Regions from separate parts of the Mus musculus genome. Here all the other regions are linked to region 1. Evidence: chromatin contacts called from public promoter capture Hi-C data. All regions are on one chromosome and are shown on one strand. Each heading gives the region's core, a stretch centred on a gene start, on an enhancer-like site or on the middle of the called end of the contact. The rest is flanking DNA. Distances are from core to core; before and after follow the strand shown. Region 1 holds the start of Pigk (phosphatidylinositol glycan anchor biosynthesis, class K). Region 2 holds the start of Acadm (acyl-Coenzyme A dehydrogenase, medium chain). Region 3 holds the start of St6galnac3 (ST6 (alpha-N-acetyl-neuraminyl-2,3-beta-galactosyl-1,3)-N-acetylgalactosaminide alpha-2,6-sialyltransferase 3). Region 4 holds the start of 5730460C07Rik (RIKEN cDNA 5730460C07 gene). Region 5 holds the start of Asb17 (ankyrin repeat and SOCS box-containing 17). Region 6 holds the start of Tyw3 (tRNA-yW synthesizing protein 3 homolog (S. cerevisiae)).

Region 1 (3,543 bases), core at 747-3,246:
GGTGCGCGCGCGCACACGCGCGCGCGCACACACACACACACACACACACACACCATCTTCTCTACCATGACTCATGCTCTCACTGTGCTCCTTGTCTTCTTGGGCACCAGTAGTTTATTGTGAACGTTACAATCCCCTCTTCCCACAGCATCTAAGCTCTAACTGGGTTATTGTGAACATTACAATCCCTCTTCCCACAGGAGCTAAGCTCTAACTGGGGCACATTACTAGAGCAGTTGGGACGTCTGAATTCAAACCTGGATCTACCTACCACTCGCTGACTTGAGCATACCTTAGAGCATCTTGGCTTACCTACACCCACCCACCCCCACTCCCCCACCCCCCACCCTTCATCATCTACAGAGCTGGTAGCAGACTCACAATGTAGGAGCAGAGAATGCAACAAAGTGATTGCCTAACAAATGGAGATTTCAGCTGTGTGGCTAGCAGGAAAGTTTCAGAGACAAAAAGTTCCAGGCAAGTGTGAGAATAGACCCACTGCTACAACCACCCTCAGCCCCCAAAACCATTCTAACAGCTGCCCAGACACTGAACAAAGCAGCAAGCAGGGTGCTACTGTGGATAACCCCTGGTTTAGGCATGGGAAGGCCTGAGCTAAAATTGAGCGGTACATGACACTGGGGCAAGTCAGTTTGCACTTTAAGCTTGAATTTCTCCAAAAGAAAATGAGATTTGACCTAAATAATCTCTAGCGTCCTTTCTAGGCTCAAACTTGTTGCTCCATTGAAACTTTACTGAGAACTCTGTAGCAGCAATGTAACGTTAATCAGTCAACATTTAGTTAACGGAGCACCTTCTACGTGCCAAGCACCACGGAATACGGTGATAGGAAAATCACCAAAAGGCATGCAATCTTCTCTCAAGCACATCAGAGTTTAATACAGGTGGACATGTAAATGCACTGCACTACAATGTACAATTACGGATTCACTGTATGCTTAGACATCTATCCTGTCGGGGATGACAGCAGATCACAGTGCGTGCCTTCATCAGAGATTACTGTCCAGTTAAATAGACACACGTTAGCAAAGAACTCACCACACAATATATAAAGACACCAAATGTGGTCTGTAATTGTAACAGGGGAACATGACTTTGTAAGGGAAGGTTTCCCTACAGAAGTGACATTTTGGGCGAATACCCAAAAGATGAAAAGACAATTCCAGACCAAAAAAAAAAAAATTGGGCCAATGGCAAAAGGGTCCCAGTGGTTTGTGAAACTGAAAGCTTAACAAAGCTAGACATTTAAAGAAGGTGTAAGAGATTTCAAGAAGGGGTCCTGAGTGACATGATCAGGTCAGCATTTGAAAAGTTACTCCGTCCTCAGCTCAGAGAACAGACTAAACCAGAACTGCCCCTGCTGAGTTAGGAGACTAGGGCAGCCTCGGTGATAAACTTGGACGAGGTGTTTTTACAGTGTGTGCTGACGCCCGGGCAAGCAGGTCTAAAAAATAATGCTAGAAATCCAAGTCGCGTCGCTGGGGAAATCGCTGGTAACAGCATCGTAAAGAAACCAGACGTCCTGCAGCCTCAGGGAGGAGGAGGTCAGGGCGGAGGAGCAAAACACCAAAGCCATGACAGTCCCCACGCGTGCCCTGCCTGTCACAGGAGCAGAGGACCGGGTCCTCCTCCCTCGTCACCGCTGGCTTCGCACTCTTAACAGGGCGTTCTAAAAGGCTGTGTCCGGTCCCTGTCCTCAGGACGGACGGTCCTGAATCCCACAACACAGCCCGGGGAGGGAAGACGCTGCAGGCGGCTGCCCTCAGGGGCCGTGCGTCCTGCACCTGAGGCGCTCACAGTCACACGGTCCTCCCTGGGGTCGGTCCTCAACAGACACCGATGCCTACCTCGATGTGTCCAGCGGCAGAGCTGCCGAGAGACAAGAGCGCCAAGGCGGCCAGGGTAGCCACCCGCAGAGTGAGGAAGCAGGGGGCCGCCATGTTTGCCGGCTTCTCACGCCCCGAAGAGCAAAGGGGCGGGGCGAGTGCCGTAAAGCAGCGCTGCCGCTGCCGTGCACGGGGGGGTGTGGTTTGGTTTGTTCTTCCCATGGTAGTGGCCTTGAGTTGTTTTAGTTTTTGTTTTGTTTTGTTGCTTCATTTTGTTGTTTTGTTTTGTTTGCCACCGCATACACCTTCCTCCATTCAGGTTCTGGAGTGGCCGGGGCAACCTAATTGGAGAATTACTTACTCAGCTATGTTTCTAGGTTTGTTTTGTAAAATAGACACAATATTTAAGGAGGAAATTTTAAAAAGATAATTTGGGGATCCACAATATTTGATGTTTCCCTTTGGTGTGGTGCTATCAGTTAGTTGGCTATGTGGTCCAAGATTTCTAAATCTTAAAGGACGACAAAATGGAAATATGATCACTGGGGTTTAATGACTGCCAACCTACAGGGGAAAAAAAATGGGTTCAGTGAAGGATGTTGCTTCAAGAGATCAAGTCAGAAAGAGGTGGCACCCAACACCTGCTTCTGGCTTCCATAAGTGGGCCTGTAAACACACACACACACACACACACACACGTACACACACGTACACACACGTACACACAGACACCATACAGAAGGGAAAAAATATACAGTATTTCTGGTCATTCTGTTTTCTAATTTTGAAAAAAATTTTTGTTGTAACACTATTACTCATCCATTTTAATTATTCTTTGAATATTTCTTTTAATTTTTTTTGAGACAAGGTCTCATTATGAAGCCCTGCCTGACCTAAAGCTACCTTGAACTCACAGAGAGACCTGCCTACCACTGTCTCCCACGTGCTGACATTAAAAGCACGTGCTACCATGGCCAGTTTTGCTTGAAAGTGTTTTGTGTCCTTTTTGTTTCACACACACACACACACAAAACAACTTTAGTTTTTGGATTTTATGTAACGTGTATGGATATTTTTCCTACATATATGCCTAAGCACAATGTGTGTGCATTGCCTGCAGAGGTCAGAAGTGGACATCAGATCCTCTGGAACCAGAGATGGTTGTTAAATCACCACGTGGGTTCTGAAAACTAAACCCAGGACCTTTGCAAGAGCAGCCAGTACTCTTAACCACTGAGCTATCTCTTCACTCCCCACAAAAGCCCTTTTTTTTTAATTGGATATTTTATTTACATTTTTAATGTTATCCTCTTTCCATGTTTCCCCTCTGGAAACCCTCTATCCCATCACCCCTCCCACTGCTTCTACTACAACAGACTGACCTACACTGACAGCATTTCCCTACACTGAGTCATCTAGCCTTCACAGGACCAAGGGCCTCGTCTCCCACTGATGCCCAACAAAATTATCCTCTGCTGCATATGCAGCTGGAGCCATGGGTCGCTCCATGTGCACTCTTTGATTGGTGGTTTAGTCCCTGGGAGCTTTGGGGGGTCTGGTTGGTTGATATTGTTGTTCTTCCTACAGGTTGCAAACCCCTTCAGCTCCTTCAGTCCTTTCTCTAACTCCTCCATTGGGGTCCCCATGATGAGTCCAATGGTTGGCTGCAAACACCCACCTCTGTATTTGTCAGGCT
Region 2 (3,465 bases), core at 659-3,158, 1.2 Mb before region 1:
CATGTAATAAATAAATAAATTTTGCCGGGCGGTGGTGGCACACGCCTTTAATTCCAGCACTTGGGAGGCAGAGGCAGGCAGATTTCTGAGTTCGAGGCCAGCCTGGTCTACAAAGTGAGTTCCAGGACAGCCCGGGCTATACAGAGAAACCCTGTCTCAAAAAAAACAACAACAACACTCCCCCCCACCCCAAAAAAAAGCTCCAACTCTTCACTTGGGCTCAAAGATTGCTGAGAAGGATAAAAGTCTGCTACCTTCATTTGCATCTGTTCTCTTAACTTTGGGTCCAACTCCTTAATGCTATACAGTCAGTCAAATATTGTAAGATCGCTAACCCTTGTTATTCCTGTTTGAGAGTGAATGTGAGGTGAAGCAAACACACTGTACCAGAGACAGAGAGACACGCTCTCAAAGCATCTCTCCAGGCTACCCCAAAGTCTCTGTTCCAATGAAGTAGCAATATCAAGATGCTTAATGGAAACAGAGCAAAGAAGGTCATATTTACATCAAAGTACTTTTCAAATACTTTAGTAGAAATGTTACAGAAAAAAAAAAAAAGCCATAGGCTTCCAATGCTATCTGACAACATTTGCCATCTGGTTGGTGGGAGGTAGGTGTGTGCCTGAATATTCTAAAGAATGTACCTAATGGTCACAAAGCTGTTAGCTTACACATAAAGGAAGGCAATAAATGGCTGCCAAGGAGGCTAAAAATGGCACAGATAATGTTGTTTGTGGACCTGGAACATTCCACAATCAGAGGTTTAAACAGCTCATCAGACTAGCAGGCCATTCAAAGGAAGATACCTTTTTCTGGAATGTTCCCTTACAACCATTAGAAACTATGTTTCAGGAAAGATTGTTGATGTTGAAAGATTAATCTTATAGATCTGAGCATTTATCTCACAATGGAATCCACATACCTTTTCTAGGCTTTGGTGTGCCTGACAATGCTACAGGTAAGACAGAGAGAAGATGAGAATTTTTCATTGTTCATTAGTCTCAAAAATAAGCTCCTGTCTCCCAGTTCCTTGAAGCAGAGAGCAAGAGGACTATTGACAGCTTAATCTTTGGCAACTAAGGTACCCAACACTAAGAAGTTTTATAATCTCTCATCTTTATAACACCACAGCTACCATCTCAGACACAAGGTCTAACTGGAAGACAATGGGAATTTAAGCAAAGTTTACAAACTCATGAGCAAAATTTCACTCCCAATGTTCACTGTCTGGGGAGCTTTTGGATAGGCTCAGCTTGGGTTCCCAAGGATGCTTCCCACATCTATATAAGTGGATAATAAGTAGCCTTGAAAACGTTCAGAAAAATAGATGAAATAAACACTATTGTGCTTTGGTTTGTTTAGGTTTTGCTACTTGGCTCTCGCTGGCCTCAAACTCGCAGTGATCTTCCTTCTCAGTCTCCTGGCACTGAGATGTCTTAGTCGCCCTGGCTACACATGCAGCTAATTTCCTATTTAAATTTTAAGGAGTACAGACTACCTATCGATCTAGCCCAGAATTTGTTGTTCCAGTGAATACCGGAGCCATAAAGAATCTGACTCTCCAAGTAAAGGTCACAGCTGACTGCTAGAAACGTCTGGCTGCGCCCTCTGGCCTAGATTCGGGTCCAGCTCTCCCGGGCAGCCCTCTGGAAAGAACGTGACCTTCGGGCTCCGGTGACACTGGGCACACAGTCTTCTTCTCCGGGCCAAGCACAGAAGTTTAGGCTCGGGCAAGGTCGGGAGCAGGACGCATGCGCAGAGGGCCTTCAGGCCACTCCCTCTTCTGGCCCAGGTCCGGACCCGAGACCCTCCCTCATCTAGCCCCGCCTCCCAGGCCACACCCCTTGAGCCTGCAAAGACCACGCCCAAGGTCTTCTGCTTGGACCCGTCATCCCTCTGTCTCTCAGCCGAAGTCAGTCTGAGAGCTCAGACCTCATCTGTGTGTAAAGGGACTCCCTAGGCCACGCCCCCGAGGTCTGCAGACTTTGACCCGCACGCCTCCGCACCCCTAGAGTCTAAGGCCCGCCCCTCTCCTCCCTCCAAGCCACGCCTCCTGGGGGCGGGACCCCCGTCCGTTTTGCTTGCTGCACGGAGGTGGTCGGAGGCAGCAGATCGAGGAGCCATCATGGCAGCGGCGTTCCGCAGAGGCTGCAGGGTGAGCGGGTGACCGGGTGGTATCGGGAGGGTCGGCCCTACGCGGCCTGGGGGAAAGCGGGAGCCTGCGGGCGTCCCCCCGCGCTGCCTGCCGCCCTCCCTCACTGATCTCCGGGCTCTGACCCCTGCAGGCGTGGCCCTGCGGACCTGCTTCATTCTGGGTCAATGGGCTCAGCCACTTCTCTCCAGTCACCCACGCTTCTTGAAGGGAACCCGGTGTCAGAACCCTGCTGTGGCAGAGGCGATCACTTCCAAAAAACTTTGACTGTAGTCCCACCCCAGGAAGGCATCAGTGTGTGGTTCTGTAGCCACGGGCGTGAACAAGTGTTAGGATCCAAACAGGTTGATCCTGGGTGTGCACAGAACACAGGCACAACACGAAGGAAAGGGAAGTGGGCCGCTCCGCTCGCACCAACAGGGTTAGGACGCCTGTGGTTTTGTGATGTACAGGCACCCTTCCAAAAAACAAAAGGGAGACAAGCCTACCGAAGAATTTTCATGAAGCTTGCTTTCTAAATGTTGTACCCTGCAGAGTTTTGTCTCCTAAGCTGTTTTAACCACTAGTTTGTTATATTAGCGATGTGTTCGTACAAACCTCCATTTATACCACCTAAAACTGGACTGAAGTTGCCTCTGGCACCGAAAGCTGTAGTTTTAGAATTTACAACACCATTACTATACAACTCAACAGGTTCTGAAAGCAGAAATTGAAGGGTTTTAAAGTTATTTTTTATTCTGACAACAGAACTACAGGTTTCTTGGTGCCTCCAAGGACAAGAGAGGGAAAGTCTAACACCATAACAAAACAGAAAATGCATTCCTTTATCCTATTTTTCACACCGGGATAAAACCAAGAGTCAAATTTCTAAGTAATTCGTTACTTAGTTATGCTGTAGTTGCGGGCTTGAAGACTAAAGTTAGTAGTGTTCCCATATTGGAATTCCTTGGTTTTGGCAGAGAGCCAGGAATAATAAACGCAATTCTCTTCTGACTTTAGAGTTTCAGAGTGTCGTCGTTCTTTATATTGGGTCTCATTTTGTAGTCCAGGGTGGTGCGGCGCTCACAGCTTCACCTCTGCCTTCAAGCCTGGCTGTCTTATTTTAATAATCTCCAGTTATCTCCTAGGATTAGTGAGCCTGATTTTCAGGTGTAAATACAAATTGTGTGTTTGGAACTGTTCCCAGACGGGTGTTTGCAAAACTTAAACTCTATGTTGTAATGCTAAGTTTTTAACCCTGTTCTTTTTTTTATTGTTTCTAAGCTGTCTACACACAGACACGTGCACACTCACATACACAGACAGGTGTGTTC
Region 3 (3,330 bases), core at 271-2,770, 1.0 Mb before region 1:
ACATAAATCACTAAATAAGAACATGCCCTACAGGTTTTCCTACAGCCTACTTCTTCTGGAGTCATTTGCTTTTCAGTTGAGTCTCCCGTCTCTCCAGCGAGTCTAGTTTGTGTCAAGTTGACATGAAACTAGCCAGTACACCTGCTAAGACCATTTATTAAAGCTGCAGTTTGAAGTATGCGATCTTTACCAAACCATACTTATAAAATACATGTGCCTTGAAGGCAGAGGGAGGGGTGGGAGGAAGTGGCAACAGAGAAGAGTTTAGTCACCCTGGAGACAGACAGAGCTTGCCTGGGAACAGGCAGTTTGAATAGGACTCTAGTCTTTTCAGTATCTTCCCTGTGATTTCTCCTGTTGAATGTCCTGAGCAATTCCTGTCTGTTGGTGTGGGAGCCATCTCATGACCCTCGGTCACTCTCAGATCACATGCTTTCCCTGATGCTGTGCAGGCCAGCTAATCTGCGAGGGAGATGACTTTAAGGTAGATGTTTTGGGGAGTAATTTAAAGACTTGTGTGACTTCTAGACAGCAGGAATTTGTGTATCTACAGACCTTTCCTCTCTCTGGGCATAACCTCTTCTTGTAGAAATGATTGTTCTCTTAGCAGGTCTGGTTTGGGACACACAGAGTCCATTAAGGACCCAGAGAGGACCAGGTTCCAGTTTGCCCATGTCACCTCTTGGGTAAATCTGCACTGCTCTTTAACACAGGACAGTTCATGGTGGAGGTCAGGACCTTCCTAGATGTCCAGACTTAAGAGGAAAAGCTAATATGTAACTTGGTTGTTGAAATTTTAACTGAGTTCTCTAAATTCCAAGATAGTAGTAGTGAGTAGCAAAGTCCTGTGCATCATACTCTGTACATAGGTGTACACACATGAACATTATCTTTATACATTGTGTACATAAGCATTTTACGAACTTGCAACAGAATACAACAGTCACAGCTGCATATGTTTATGTGCCCATATGCTACACATGCTGTGCACAATGTCACATTGTGTGAAGATTGTGGCTTCTTTTTTGAAGACCAAGAGTGTTCAATCTTTCAGCATCTCTAGTTGTTTGTGTTTTCAGGTTGACAGACGATCAATCATAACAAGAGACGCACACCACAGAATTCTGCAGTGCCCAAGGGCTAGCCCTGGGCACTTCCAGCTGCTTTCGAAGAATCCTGTGATGGGCCCCATGCCTGCATCGGAATGGTGCCAAACAAAGCTAACTTTTTGGAAAGTGGCACATCTGTGGGTTCTCTGATGGGCGAGTGCAGCTGGAAGGGCCACCTTCTGTCCTCAGGTTAAGCAGATCTGGGTCTGCTGCAAGCCGGGCTTTACATACCTCCATCTGCAGAAGGGTTTGGAAAAAAAGGTGAAGTAGTAGCAGCGGTGGAGTAGCAAGCAGTTGCGGGCTGCACGGAGGGCACGTGACTAGGGGCGGGGCCTCGTGTGGCGCCAGCCAGTGGCGGGGCTCGGGGGTGGGGCCTGAGCGCGCAGCTCCCGCGGCCCGGCTCGCTCTGCGGGAATGTGGGCTGGAGTGGTCCAGCTGCGGGGCCGAGGTGCAGCGAGCCACAGGGTCGATCCATAGCGCCATGGCCTGCATCCTCAAGGTAACAGCTCGGCGGTGGGCCGCATGCGAGCTCCGCCTGCTGGGTGCGCCGAGGCGTGGAGCCCGCCGCGGTCCCGCCGCATCCTCAGCCCGCCCGTCTCTTCCTGGCGTCGGCTTCCTTTTTGTTCCTTTGGCCAAGGCATCTGGGTGGGAGACTATGTAATGTGCGTTGGGCACAGACTCCTTGCCTGCACTGCTGCCGGCTGGCTCCTGTCTGGAAGGAGCTGGGCAGGGAGCGCGCGGCGGCGTGCCGAATGATGGGTATAGCAGGCGGAGCAGAGGGTGCTCCGAGACTTGGGTCAGGGCAGCCCGCGGCCTGTGGGGGGCCATGGGCTGAAAAGGAGTGGCCCAGCATGGGTGAGGGGCACAGCGTTTGAGAGGAGGAGGAGAGGGTGCAGAGAGCCCGCAGCCTTTGCTCCCGGGAACACATAAACTTCTAGGTCTACAGGTAGCCCTGTAGGGATGAGTTTTCTGGGGAACTAGCTCCAGGTGCCGGGACTTAAGTTGGAAAAGTTCATTAGATGGACATAGGTAGAATGTTGGACTTCCTTAGGCTCACATGTGAACAGACAGTATCTACCCAGAGTCCAGCCCTATTTTGCTGAGTTCTTTCAAGCCTTGGTACATTCCATGTTCTTAGTGACTCCTTAGCCACAGGCTTGAAGGCTTTGCGTGGACCTACTTGGTGAGGACCTTTTCTGGGAAGACTTGTTTCCAACTCACCGAGAAAGTTCACTCCCTAGCCTGTTCTGGTTTTTCCTCGCTGTCCTTATTCAGTTGCCCAGTCTGACTCCGTGGATCCAAACTTGAGCAGCATGAAGGTTTCCCATCCCGGAGAGAAAACTAAGGTGTTCGGTTTCCAGCCCCGAGAAGGTGCTGTGTGACCAAGGGCCACACAGAACAGTCTTGTGTGTCGTAGCACTTAATATAGTCTTGGGCTGCTGTTGAAGTTGTACCAGTCATCCTTCCCTCTCATGAAGCGAGGCAGCAGACCCTTATTGTGACTTTCCTGAGCTTGCCGTTTGTTTTGGAACACTTTCCACGCCTTTTCTTTTCTTTTTTTTTCCCCAAGGGTGGCAAAGTTAGGAGGAAATAATCCATTGGTATCACAGAATGCAACTTGAACTCACAGGAACTGGAACTAGGTCACCACATCGTCTCTATTTATTTGTGTCATTTGCTAAAAGGAAATCAAGGCGCCTGCCATGTCCTGTTGTTGGTCATGTCTTCCTCTATTGGTTTTTCCCCTGTCATGCATCTTCTGTCTGTGTGAGTGTGCTTGCTCTGGAGTGGTGCTGCTGATTGGACTTTTACAAATGCCAAGGTCCTGTCTGGTCACAGGGCTATATCCCCAGATCCCTCGAGGCATCTCTAGTGCAGATCCAAGGGCACACATAGATCTCACCTGTCATCCCTCACACAGAGGAGCCCCTCCTTACTTGCCTTCAAACCCTAACCATGAATCAAGATGAATAAAGATTAAGCAAATTCATCAGAATTCTGGCTCCGCCTCCGGTCACCTGTGTGGCCTTGGACAAGTTACACGACTCTGAATACTAAGTTGTTCAACATAAGATCAAAATAGTCACACAAAGTCTGTCAGGTTGCTACGGAGATGGGGCAAGAAGGACTTAGGGATACAGGTGTGTAAAGCCACTGCTTTCCTGATGTTTAGTAATGATGAGTTAGTTACATCATTCTGAACCCCCAGTCTTTCCATAGG
Region 4 (3,416 bases), core at 130-2,629, 1.1 Mb before region 1:
GCTCACGTATGAACACGCTGCAGTCAGGGGTGAGGCACCTGCATGTATTTGAACATCTTCCTCAGTCACTCTTCACCTAATTTTTAAAGACAGTCTCTCTCTCTCTCTCTCTCTCTCTCTCTCTCTCTCTCTCTCTCTCTCCCTCCCTCCCTCCCTCCCTCCCTCTCTCTCTCTCTCTCTCTCTCTCTCTCTCTCTCTCTCTCTCTCCCCATCTCTCTCCCCGCCCCCCCCCCGCCACCCAGAACTCATCGAACTCATCACTTTGGCCAGACTGGCTGTCTAGTGAGCTCCCGGGATGTCCCCGTCTCTACCTCCCATGCTGAGGTTCCAGACATGCCTTCATGCCCATCTCAAAACTCAGGTTCCCATGTTTGCACAGCCGGCACTGTACTGACAGTGATCTTCACAGCTGATAACTGATAGGTTTTTAGTTATTAAGATTATTAATATAATTACAACATCTCTCCCCTTTCTTCCCTCTAAACTCTCCCACATACCCCTCCCAAATTCATGGCTTCTTTTTTCACTAATTATTATTGTATGTAAATATGTATGTATACACATGTACATATATGTTCTATACATATATTCCTAAAGATGACTGTTTGGTCCATACTTGTATGTATATTTTATATATGTGTGTATGTATATAATATACTTGTATGTATATTTTCAGAGCTACCATCTGGCATGAGACAACCCATTGGTGTCTCTTCCCTAGGGAAGACCACTCTCTCTTATAGCTTCCCTCGGTTGCCCACAGTTCCTCACGTAGGCTTGAGACCTCGTGCACTTTTGGCTTGTTCATAGGTGTCATCCTTGCTCAGCTCACACTTGGGTAATAATAACATTTTATTTAAATGCTGATCTCATAGACTCTTTGAGAGAATCCGGATGACCTGTAGGGATCCTTAGACCTGTCTGAGACCTGCAAACCTAAAGCAAAAGGGACCCAAAGGCCACCGAGGAGCCAATTCTGATGTACACGTAAGGGGCTATCACAAGCTCTCCAGCAGGGACTCTCACTGTCCCTGCAGCAGTGGGTCAGAAGGGAGAGCCCCAGGTTTAGGGGAGAAGGGTATTTATTGTGGTTACATCAAGCTTGGGGAATTTCCATACCGTCCAGCACGTTAGTGTTTTAAAAACTGCATTTCTGATGTAATCGGCAGGAACTGAACATGGGGTGGGGGGAACAACTGACAATCAGGATGGCTAGGTTATCTACTCTCTGCAGGACATCTTAGGTTATCTTGACTTTGCTATTGCAGCCTGACTGGCTATTGTCACGGGGTGGGGGTGGTGACATGAGATGTTCGCTCAAGTGGACTTTGTAGTTTCCTTCCTGGAACTGGAGTTTAGCCCCTGGTCTTGCACACAATGGAGTTTCTTCAAAAATGGAGTTGGTTGAGCTTTACAGTCTTCGAGTGTTACAGCTCTACACAAAGGACATAGACATTAGTCACCAGGCATAAGCTGGGATGATCAGATCACTACAGAGCTCCTCTGCCATGCTTCATACCCACACTGAGCACCGTGGAAAGATCTGGAGATTGCTGTGAGTGAGCACATTGCGTCTTGGAGCAGGTATTATCAGGCTTATGCACGAAACGCCACAATTCAGACAGCAAAACAAGGGAGAAAAGATATGACAGGGGTGGGGTGGAGTGGGCGTGTGGTGGGGGTGGAGGATAGGGCTTGTCCCAGTTGATAGAGTACTTGCCTGTTTTGCACAGAGCTCCTAGCTTCCATCCCTAGCACCACACACATGGGTGTAGCTGTGCAAACCAGCACTCAGGAGGCAGATACAGGAGGATCAAAAGTTCAAGACTGTCCTCAGATATATAATGAGCTCAAAGCCAGCTTAGAGGACGGGAGAACTTGTATCTTTAGAATAACTCAGTCATAGAGCAATGAAGGAGCAAAAACAGGATGCATATGATGATATGAATCAAGGGACCTGGAAGTAAAGGGTGGAGACGGCTTTGGTTGGCTCTGTGGGTCAGGTACCCACATCCATTCTGATCCCACAGGTCAGCTTTGCTCATCCAGGGAGAGATAGTGTGAGCGGAGGCACCACCCACTGGAAAGCATAGACTCCCCTGTGTCTAAAGCCGCGTGTAGCCCAAACACCAGTGCTGTGCTTCCCTAGGAAAATGATTTTGACACTGTCACTGTGGTAAGGAGCATTGTGGGTGAGTGTGGCCAGCCGCAGAATAACCTTCACCTCAGGCGCTTGACCTGGGACACTGGAGTACAGTGTTGTGAAGGTGGGGAGGGGGAGGGGGAAGGGAAGTGAAGGGGAGGGAAGGAGAACTCCCTTCCACTTTGCAAGCACAGGAAAGCCAGCTCTTCTCCAGACAATTTAACAACCCTTTCCCTGATGTTCAACATCAAAACTGCATCAGTGATTGGCTTCTGCAAAAGATGTCATGATAATGATTATTCCATGGCCTTCCATTTCCGTTTTTCATATTAATATTCTTGCAATACGATTGTTGAGGTTTATTTTTTATTTATTCTTCTCTTATACATTACATCCCAACCACAATTTCCCCTCCTTCCATCCTCCCAGGACCCCCCCACCTACAAACACACACACACACACACACACACACACACACACACACACACACACTTCCCCTCTTCCCTAGACCCACTTCTCCTTTTCCCCTCTAAAAGAGCAGGCCGCCCAAGGATATCAACTGAACCCAGGATAACAAGATTCAAGAAGACAAGGCACAAGCCCTCAGATCAAGGCTGGACGAGGCAACCCAGCAGGAGGAAAATGTCCCAAGACCAGGCAGAAGAGTCAGAGATGTTCCCCCTCGCACTGCTAGGAGTCCCACGGAAACCAAGCTGCAAACATAACGTACATGCAGAGGACATAGCTCAGACCTATGCGGGCTCTGTGATAGCTGCTTCAGTCTCTGAGAGCCCCATGAGTCCTGCTGATCTGATCTTGTGCTTCCTTCCTCCCCCTCTTCAATGGAGTTCCCCGAGCTAGGTCTAATGATTGGCTGTGGGTCTCTGTGTCTGTTCCCATCAGTTACTGGATGAAGCCTCTCTGGTGACGATTGGGCTAGACACCGATCTATGAGTATAGCAGATTATCATAAGAAACCATTGACACCCCATACCCAATGGCCTTTAACTTCAAAGTGCTAGAAGACCACCAAAGCAGGTTCTGATGGGCTGAGCTCTGGCCTGCAGGGCTCGACTGAGGCCTCAGCGTGGCAGAACACTGGCTAGCTGTTGGCGGGAGCATGGAAAATCAAATTCCCTCCTGTGTAGGCAGAGAGAATATTGTTTTGTTTTTATGCTGGTCAAAAGTCTTCATGACCTGCTTGCTTGCTTCTCTTGTTGCCAAATTCTGGGTATTCTGCCAAGGATCTGCTGCCATATTGGAGGATGATTAT
Region 5 (3,785 bases), core at 1,285-3,784, 1.1 Mb before region 1:
ACAAAATATTAATGCTTTCTCTCATAAACAATTTAGACTTAAATTCGTATGTACATACACACGACAATGTGGTATGGATGCAAAAGGAGGACTACTAGGAAACGTGATAAAACATGATAGGATGAGGCCCGGGAAGTAGCTGGGAAGGGAATGAGGAAGGCACAGTGACACCAACTCATGAACATGTCATAATGAAACCATTGTTTTATATACTAGCCTTCAAAAGTTGACACATTGAGAGGTTGTTGTCATGGTAAGAGATGACATGGGCTCCGTCTCGACTGAACATGAAATGATATCATGAAACTAAGTAGGATCTGTTTTGTAGGCAGTCAAAGCACTCATTGATGTAATGGCAAGAGCGACAAGAATCGGGAATCAAGAATGAATCCCAAATGTCTGCCTTGAACAATGGGGTCAGGGTCTTACTGAGGAGAGAGCCAGAGAGGCTTGGAGATAGATGGGTCCAGTTGGTATTCTGTTTTGTTCCATGTGGCATGTTCAGATAGCAGCTGCAGAAGTTAGGGCTAGAGATAATGATTTGGATGATTCTGCATCCACATGAGAATTTACCAATTTAAAAACTGTCCTATACATGGTGGAGAGTGAGCAAGGCAGCTCAGATGTAGCATGCTTGCCTAGTGAAACTGTGGGCATGGGAGTAGGAATGGGCACGACAAGCCTTGAGTTCATCCCACCACCACACACTTAGGAATGTGTCAGTCAAGATTCACTTCCACTCTCATTTTCCATTAAAATGTTTCCTTTCCTTTGTCCAAGTTTAATTCTTCATTTCCTCTATCTTATTACACTTTTCTTGTCCACTTGCCTGACCAAAGACACTGGGCTTTAAGCTAGTTACTCAAAGCTGTAAGTACATAAAACAATGTTTAAAATGACAAAAAGTCCTGTCTCAATTAGGGTTTCATTTCTGTAAAAAGACACCATGACTAAGGCAACTCTTACAAAGGACAACATTTAGTTGGGGCTGGCTTACAGGTTCATACGTTCAGTCCATTATCATCATGGCAGGAAGCACTGTAGCATCCAAGCAGATATGGTGCTGTAGAAAGAGCTGAGAGATTCTACATCTTGATCCGAAGGCAACAGAAGGGGAACTGCCTTGTGTAGGCAGTTAGGAGGAGGCTCTCTTCCACACTGGGTGGAACTTGAGCACTAAGAGTCCTCAAAGCCTGCCTACACAGTGACACACTTCCTCCAATAAGGCCACATCTCCTAATAGTGCCACTTACCATGGGCCAAGGATATTCAATCCACCACAAGTCCTATGGGGGGAGGGAGTTATTTACTATTTCTAGACCCCAGCTACCCATTCATGTGCTGGGATGATCATTCAGGAACACAGTCCTGCATGCTCTGAGCGGCAGAGTGATGCAGCCAGGATGCAGGGCTGCTCCCAGCAGAACCCACCCTGCCTGGTCTCTGACCTGGGCCTTGTGTGTCGCTGACACCTGCTCCTGCCACTGCAGAGATTGTGATGCATAAACATTTTCCTGAATGAAGGAGCCAATGCACATCTGTTCTGATCGGGCCGAGAACTGATTAGCATTGGATCAAACTCTTGAGCTATAAGACAGTCACCTGGAGCTTTTAGTTTCGTGACATTGTCAGACAGATTGACAAGTTCGGGCTGTAAAAAGTTGGCCTGTAAGGACCATGGTTTTCACTGAACTCAGTTGTGGAAGAATTGAAATAAAATTTATTAAGACCTGACACAACGTAGCTGTGTTGACTGAGCACCACTCGTGATAGGAATGTTCTGAGTGAACCGTACGCACACTGCAAGTGTACACTCTCAGGAGACCAAAAGAAGTGGCCGCAGTATGGCGTAAGGCAAGGTCTGTTGCTTTTTAAGGAATTTTCCATGCGTTTGCTAACATTGCTTTCCTTGAGCAGATCCAGCATGACTTGATAGTGCGCACTACAGGTAAAACCCAATGACACATTCCCACCTCACAAGCTGAGCTAAGCAGACAGCCCTGCCCTCTCCCAGACACACCTCTCTCTGGACAAAGCATGAGATTACCTCCATATCAGCGCCAGGCTGCAGCTTCTGTCTTGGACATAGTCCTTCGTCTTCTTGAGAAGCAGTTCCACGAAGTCAGGATTACCTTTCCTGGCGAAAACCCAGTACAGAATGGTATTCACGCATATTTCAGTAAACTCAAGGTTAAAGTTGAGTTCAAAACGGTGTCCTGACTTTTCCACAAAAGCAATATAGTCCGTGAGGAGTATGTCAAAGCCGTCCAAGTCAACATACCTCAGGATTTTTGCCAGGGTTCTGTAAATCCTGGGTTCATAGCAGTGGTATCCCCATTGGCCCAGAAACTGCAGAGAGGGCCGCTTAACTATCTTGTCAACAAGGTTACAGAATATATTGCTTCTTGGAAAAGACGTCTTCCGGCATAATTTAGAAGAGTTATTCATTGCTTCTTAAGGGTAGGAAGAGCACGGTGGGCAGTCATGCTGCCATTCCTCAGTCACAGGCCTTGATAATGTGGGAGGCTCTACTCCAGACGCAGGCGTGCCCCTCATCAGCCAGAGGGAAGGCAGCAGGGTGACATCACAATACCTGCAGAGCCGTCATCAGCCCGGGTCAGAAACCTGAGGCGGTTGTGAAGTTGGTGACATATGAAAAACCTAAAGGATAGCAATGGCATGCAGGAGAGCTAAGAGGAAACTTTACAAAGATTCCACTCTGTCTATGCCGTGTGTCTCTCAGGTGTGAGAAGCACCCTGTGTACATCACACTACATATTAATATTGATTAGTCATGTGACCCTAGTCAGGTACAGCTCGTGAGATCTGCGTGAGTGCTGCCTTCTCTTAGGCCTCACTGGTTCGTTCCCGTGTAGGAGGGAGTCTGCCATCCCCACACGTGACACCCTCGTAAATAAAATCTCGAAATGTGGTTTTGGAATGTTTTTTCTGCAAGCCTGGCAGAAAGTATATAATTGGAATATCATTTAAAAAATAAACACATGGTTTGATATTAAGTACATTAGAAATGCAATTACTTACATAATATAAGGATATAGATTAAATTTTTTAGCCCTTTAAAACTTCAAATCTAGGCTGGACATATAGTTTAAATGGAGAACCCTGGTTTCTGTATTTCAGAGAACAGAGTTGGTCCAGGCATTGGTAAGGATGAAGACCTGGGGCTTCCTATTCTGTCACTTTGCTGACATACCCCATTTCTATATCTTAGATGAAGCATATTACACAATAGATAACAGCTCCCAGGGCCAGTGAGACAGCTTAGTGAGTAAAAGTGTGATGTCAAGCCGAGAAACCTGCGTGGGATCCCAGAACCCAGATGTTAGGAAAAAATGGATTTCTGCAAGTTACCCTCTGAGCACATGCACACAGTGAGATCTGCATATAAACACACACACACATACACACACATTTACACACACACACACACATTTACACACACACAGATACACATACACACACACATAAACACATACATACTTATGCACACATGTACAGAGATACCATGCTTACATACAAAAATAAGATGCAAATCAACATTAAAAACACAACCCATGAGGTTATTGAAATTACCACTTAAAAGTCTTAGTGCATCATTGACTTTTGAGAGACAGGGAAATCGATGGGTTGGATTAATTGGAACATATTTAGTTGGGTTTAATTCTGCAAAGTTTTCCAATGTTTTGTTCTGCCACAATTATGTGGCTCCTTTTATCATTACTTTTATATCATGATGAATCTTCATATTCATCTATAACCATACT
Region 6 (3,851 bases), core at 418-2,917, 1.9 Mb before region 1:
TTGTTACTCATGGTCTCACACTGGACAAGGAGGAGCTTTCTGCCACTTTGGAGCATCTCACACTGTAGTCCAGGTTGGTCTGGAGCTCTGGATAACTCCCCTGCCTCAGCTTTCCTAGTATATGCACCATCATGCCTAGTTTCTTTGGTTTGTTAACTATGCTATGGTTTAAATGGGCTTTTCTATCTATCATATATATGTTGTGAAAACTGTTTATAGTACCTTGTTTTATTTTTATTTTACTTTTTATTTCTAGGACATACACAGTTAAAAATTCCTCCTCTAGACTGATTGAAACTCATTCATTGGTTTAAATGAAAGTTAAATGGGTAGGGGATATGTTAGACGTATGTATATCTTAACATAGAGTTAGTGAGTCAACTCTCAAACTCAAGAGGAAAGACATATTACTAATGAAGTGCAGAGGGCCAAGGTTAGGGCTAGCGGCAAGGAACACTTGTTATCCTCTTGCTGAGGGCTTCATTTGGCTTTCCAGCACCAACTTGGTGACTCAGGCTCGAAACCTATTCTAACTCCAGTCCCAGGAGATCTAATACCCTCTTCTGTCCTTTGAGTGCACCAGGAATACACACGGTGTGGAAAAAAGAGCAAAATAAAATAAAATTGATTTCTAGAGAGAGTTTTAAATGAAGACTAAAAAAGAGGCCTCATAGTTATAAAATGTACTGCCACTGTTCCAGAATGGCTCATGGAAGCTTGTGGCTTACTATTAACTTGGAAACACGAATAAATGATGAAAATTAAAGTATCCAGTCCAAGTCTTCTGGCTATATGATGTTGTCACGGTCTTGCTTTCACACTGATCACTCTGTACCCCTGCAGCATCTCATGGACAGGGCAGGCCCCGCTTCAGTGTGACAGAATGCTGCTTGCTACAAGCTGCATTTCCTAGGGCAGGAGCCAGCGGGGAGTTATGGTGGCTTCAGGGGCTCGAGGTGGACACGAAGTCCACACAGTGGCCTCTGCACTTTCAATCATTAACAGGTCTTTTCTGGTCACAAGACTGAGGCAGGAACTCTGGGAACTGTAAATGCGCAAGATGTAGTTAACAATGTATTAGGTTTTTCTAACTCTGTCCCTCTCTGTGTCCCTCTGTCTCTGACTCTCTCTAGGTCTCTCTTCTTTCTTTTGAAGACTACTGTAGGTGGGTGCCACTATGTCTAAAAATAGGAATAACAACGCCCACTGCATACACACCGGAGGACAGAACACAGACCTCCTCTACCTGCACCTGGGAAGTTGTGAACCCGGAGTTGGGGCGCGAGTGCCTGGGTGGCGGCAGAAATCCCCAGGCATCAGTAGGCAGCTACCCCAGTCGGAACCACCGGCCGCCTGCTGTGCAGTTCTCCAGTGCAGATAGATCTCCTGGAGCCTAGAACTTGAAAGAAAGAAAAAAAAAAAAAAAAAAGCCTCCCGGCAGACAAGAGTAGGACCTTGCTTGCGGTCCTGGGTGACTTACCCTCCTCTAGAGTAGGAAACAAAACCTCCTAAGCTCCAGAAGGTCTGTGGGGAAAGAGGTGGGCTGGCTTTCCCTAACTTCGCTAGGCTCCCCCTCTCGGTTTACGCCTGTACGGTCTGGCGGCGCACGTCTTGCTCCTGGTTGCGCCAATGGGGAACTTTGGTCCTCTCCGGCCACCGTGGCGGCAATATGGCTGCGCCCATGGAGAAGAAGGCGCATTCCAGAGCAGAAAGCCGACCCCAGCTCGCTCGCTCGCTCATGGACCGTAGCGCGGAGTTCGGCCGGTGGAAGGCGCAGAGTCTGAGCAAGGCGGACCTTAGCCGCAAGGGCAGTGTGGACGAGGACGCGGTGGAGGTGGTGGAGCTCCTGAACTCGCGGGAAGAGTTTTTCACCACCAGCTCCTGCGCAGGGCGCATCCTCCTTCTGGACGGGGTGAGGCCCGGGCCGGGGGAGGCTGTGCAATGCTAATGCGTCCTCCGGGTGATGGTGGAGCTAGCTTAAGTGGCGAAGGCTGGGGATTGGATTTACAGAGCGCTGGAGGAGCTCGAGTCTCCAAGTCCCTTCGGTCACGCTCGCCCTCGAGCCGCGCTAACCCAATCACTGTCGCTATGAGATGGGCGCCCGAAGGTTAAGGGGTCGCTGCCCCCTGGTGGCCGGTGTCATTATTACAGCCCTGGGCATTTTAGCTCTAAATGAAACAGTACTGTAGATACATGGTCAAAGCCCCTGGCTGCACGCTCTCATCCTCTTCCTGTCCCACAACACAGGATAACTAGACAACACGTGAAATAGGGTAATTTATTTCCAACATTTCTCATCGTGCCTGGCCCCATATTGCTGGTTAAAAGTCGCTAGGTTCCGCTTGGTTCTTCACGTACTGAAGTCCCAGATTATCGAGGTCTGTTCATGTTTATATTGCTTCCACCACTCCCGTTCTGTTCATGGACACTCTTGCTCACAAGCTAGCTGCCCACACCTCTTCTACAACTGCCCTGCCTGGGTTTATTCAGACGAGTCTCCAAAACACTGTTGTCTCTTCTCCAAGCCATGTTTCACAACACATTCATATGTATATGCATATGAGGGATGCATACACATATATGTATAATATATTTATAAATGTATAAATATATATGTATATACTATGTGTAAAATATCTATAATGAAAACATATTATAATTATGATTATACAAAATATAATCATAATAGAATATGATATATATTTTATATATTTTCATTTTTAAGCAGAATTTACTTTAGAAAATCCAAATTTATATTGTTCTGTAACCTGCAATCCTTTCCTCATTTTAACCAACTGCCAAGATTGAACTATTTTCTTTAGTTACTTGTCTTTGTCTTGTTCCTGTTCTTCATTTAGGAGTGGCAGAGTACTGAGAACCGAACTTAGGGTCTCGATCATGCTCAGCAAACACTCTACCACTGAGTGAAACTTCCAGCCTCCTCCCTACCTTTTGTTTTTTTTTTTTTTTAAACCTTCTAAAACAGGATCTTTCAAAGCTGCATAGACTGATCTTGAACACATTTAATAGACCAAGAACTCCTGGAACCTGTGGTCCTCCTGCCTCAGCTTCTGGAGTAGCTGTCCTATAATGCTTCCCCTATATCTACATAGCTGAGACACGACTCTCCAAGCTCCACTGTTATGCCAGACACAGAAAGAGGTGCAGACAAGCACAGTGCCCACTTAAGAGTGGCTGTCCATTCTGAGTTGTCATAGGATGCTTTCTGAACCTTGTCTAGCTTATGTATCTTATACTTGGTGGCTATTTATTTTTACTCTGCTTTATTAGAAAAGAAGGAAAGTGAAAAAAAAAATCAGGGTGGAGAAAACATAGGTAAGCCAGAGATGTTCCAAGTCGTGGTGTGACATTGTGTACATTTGCTAAGCATAAACCACTCATTTGGCTCGGAGGTTGTTTATAACAGCCAGCCCATGTTCCTAGAGCCTCACTATGAAAACCGGTCGTTCAGGGCCCACGCTTCCCCCACCAGCTCCCAGAGGAGCCTCCAGAGCTTTGTGTGCGTGGTTGTTGTAGAGATGCGGTGGTCTTCATGTGTGTGGTTTTCTGCTCTCCCTTTGCAGACTCTGAGGGAAGGATCTGTATATACCGATTAGAATTTGCAAAGAAGCAGTGTTTAGGTCGCTGTTGGAATGACAGCCTCTCCAGAGCTTTGACACATTGCTCCTCGCTGCTTTGCATATGCAGTCTACTTTAGGGATCTCAAATACATTTCCATAGTGGTGAGGAACATGTCGAAAGGTGTGCCCATCCCAGACGTCAGCAAATGGTCGGCCTTCCGTAGTGTTAGCCACCCTGTTCTACAGGAGGTGCCTTCTCCCTTTTTCACT

What was found. Promoter capture Hi-C pulls out the DNA fragments that hold promoters and counts their contacts.
Region 2: a promoter capture Hi-C map of pre-B cells shows a contact between it and region 1. The contact joins the promoter of Acadm here to the promoter of Pigk in region 1. A contact is called at or near these places in 12 of 39 promoter capture datasets (the C10 cell line, the HPC-7 cell line, HPC-7-derived erythroid cells and 7 more), 2 of 484 Hi-C or Micro-C datasets (B cells and regulatory T cells), 1 of 115 datasets of contacts at active chromatin or transcription factors (pro-B cells) and 3 of 9 other capture datasets (adipose tissue, embryonic stem cells and liver).
Region 3: a contact with region 1 is called in a promoter capture Hi-C map of pre-B cells, with 4 times the contacts expected there. The contact joins the promoter of St6galnac3 here to the promoter of Pigk in region 1. A contact is called at or near these places in 2 of 39 promoter capture datasets (hippocampal neurons and pre-B cells), 2 of 115 datasets of contacts at active chromatin or transcription factors (astrocytes and stem cell-derived neural progenitor cells) and 2 of 9 other capture datasets (embryonic stem cells and liver).
Region 4: a contact with region 1 is called in a promoter capture Hi-C map of hippocampal neurons, with 5 times the contacts expected there. The contact joins the promoter of 5730460C07Rik here to the promoter of Pigk in region 1. A contact is called at or near these places in 9 of 39 promoter capture datasets (cranial neural crest, embryonic stem cells, hippocampal neurons and 4 more) and 1 of 9 other capture datasets (embryonic stem cells).
Region 5: a promoter capture Hi-C map of hippocampal neurons shows a contact between it and region 1, with 5 times the contacts expected there. The contact joins the promoter of Asb17 here to the promoter of Pigk in region 1. A contact is called at or near these places in 4 of 39 promoter capture datasets (hematopoietic stem and progenitor cells, hippocampal neurons, liver and 1 more), 1 of 484 Hi-C or Micro-C datasets (bone marrow-derived macrophages) and 1 of 115 datasets of contacts at active chromatin or transcription factors (embryonic stem cells).
Region 6: a promoter capture Hi-C map of pre-B cells shows a contact between it and region 1, with 2.6 times the contacts expected there. The contact joins the promoter of Tyw3 here to the promoter of Pigk in region 1. A contact is called at or near these places in 5 of 39 promoter capture datasets (the C10 cell line, the HPC-7 cell line, embryonic stem cells and 2 more), 1 of 484 Hi-C or Micro-C datasets (CD4 T cells) and 2 of 9 other capture datasets (adipose tissue and liver).

Annotation. Positions count from the first base shown.
Region 1 is chr3:152,712,553-152,716,095 of GRCm38.p6, reverse strand. Pigk (phosphatidylinositol glycan anchor biosynthesis, class K) reads right to left here and starts at 1,996. Exons shown (of 11, transcript NM_025662.5): 1 at 1,869-1,996. The coding sequence starts at 1,961.
Region 2 is chr3:153,943,086-153,946,550 of GRCm38.p6, reverse strand. It overlaps Acadm (acyl-Coenzyme A dehydrogenase, medium chain), which reads left to right and starts at 1,908. Exons shown (of 12, transcript NM_007382.5): 1 at 1,908-2,155. The coding sequence starts at 2,126.
Region 3 is chr3:153,723,323-153,726,652 of GRCm38.p6, reverse strand. St6galnac3 (ST6 (alpha-N-acetyl-neuraminyl-2,3-beta-galactosyl-1,3)-N-acetylgalactosaminide alpha-2,6-sialyltransferase 3) reads left to right here and starts at 1,520. Exons shown (of 5, transcript NM_011372.2): 1 at 1,520-1,608. The coding sequence starts at 1,591.
Region 4 is chr3:153,790,050-153,793,465 of GRCm38.p6, reverse strand. 5730460C07Rik (RIKEN cDNA 5730460C07 gene) reads left to right here and starts at 1,379. Exons shown (of 3, transcript NR_045801.1): 1 at 1,379-1,584; 2 at 2,031-2,176; 3 at 2,680-3,416.
Region 5 is chr3:153,842,996-153,846,780 of GRCm38.p6, reverse strand. It overlaps Asb17 (ankyrin repeat and SOCS box-containing 17), which reads right to left and starts at 2,534. Exons shown (of 3, transcript NM_025758.4): 1 at 2,048-2,534. The coding sequence starts at 2,448.
Region 6 is chr3:154,594,914-154,598,764 of GRCm38.p6, reverse strand. It overlaps Tyw3 (tRNA-yW synthesizing protein 3 homolog (S. cerevisiae)), which reads left to right and starts at 1,667. Exons shown (of 6, transcript NM_172474.5): 1 at 1,667-1,912. The coding sequence starts at 1,739. It overlaps Cryz (crystallin, zeta), which reads right to left and starts at 2,054. Exons shown (of 9, transcript NM_009968.4): 1 at 1,481-2,054.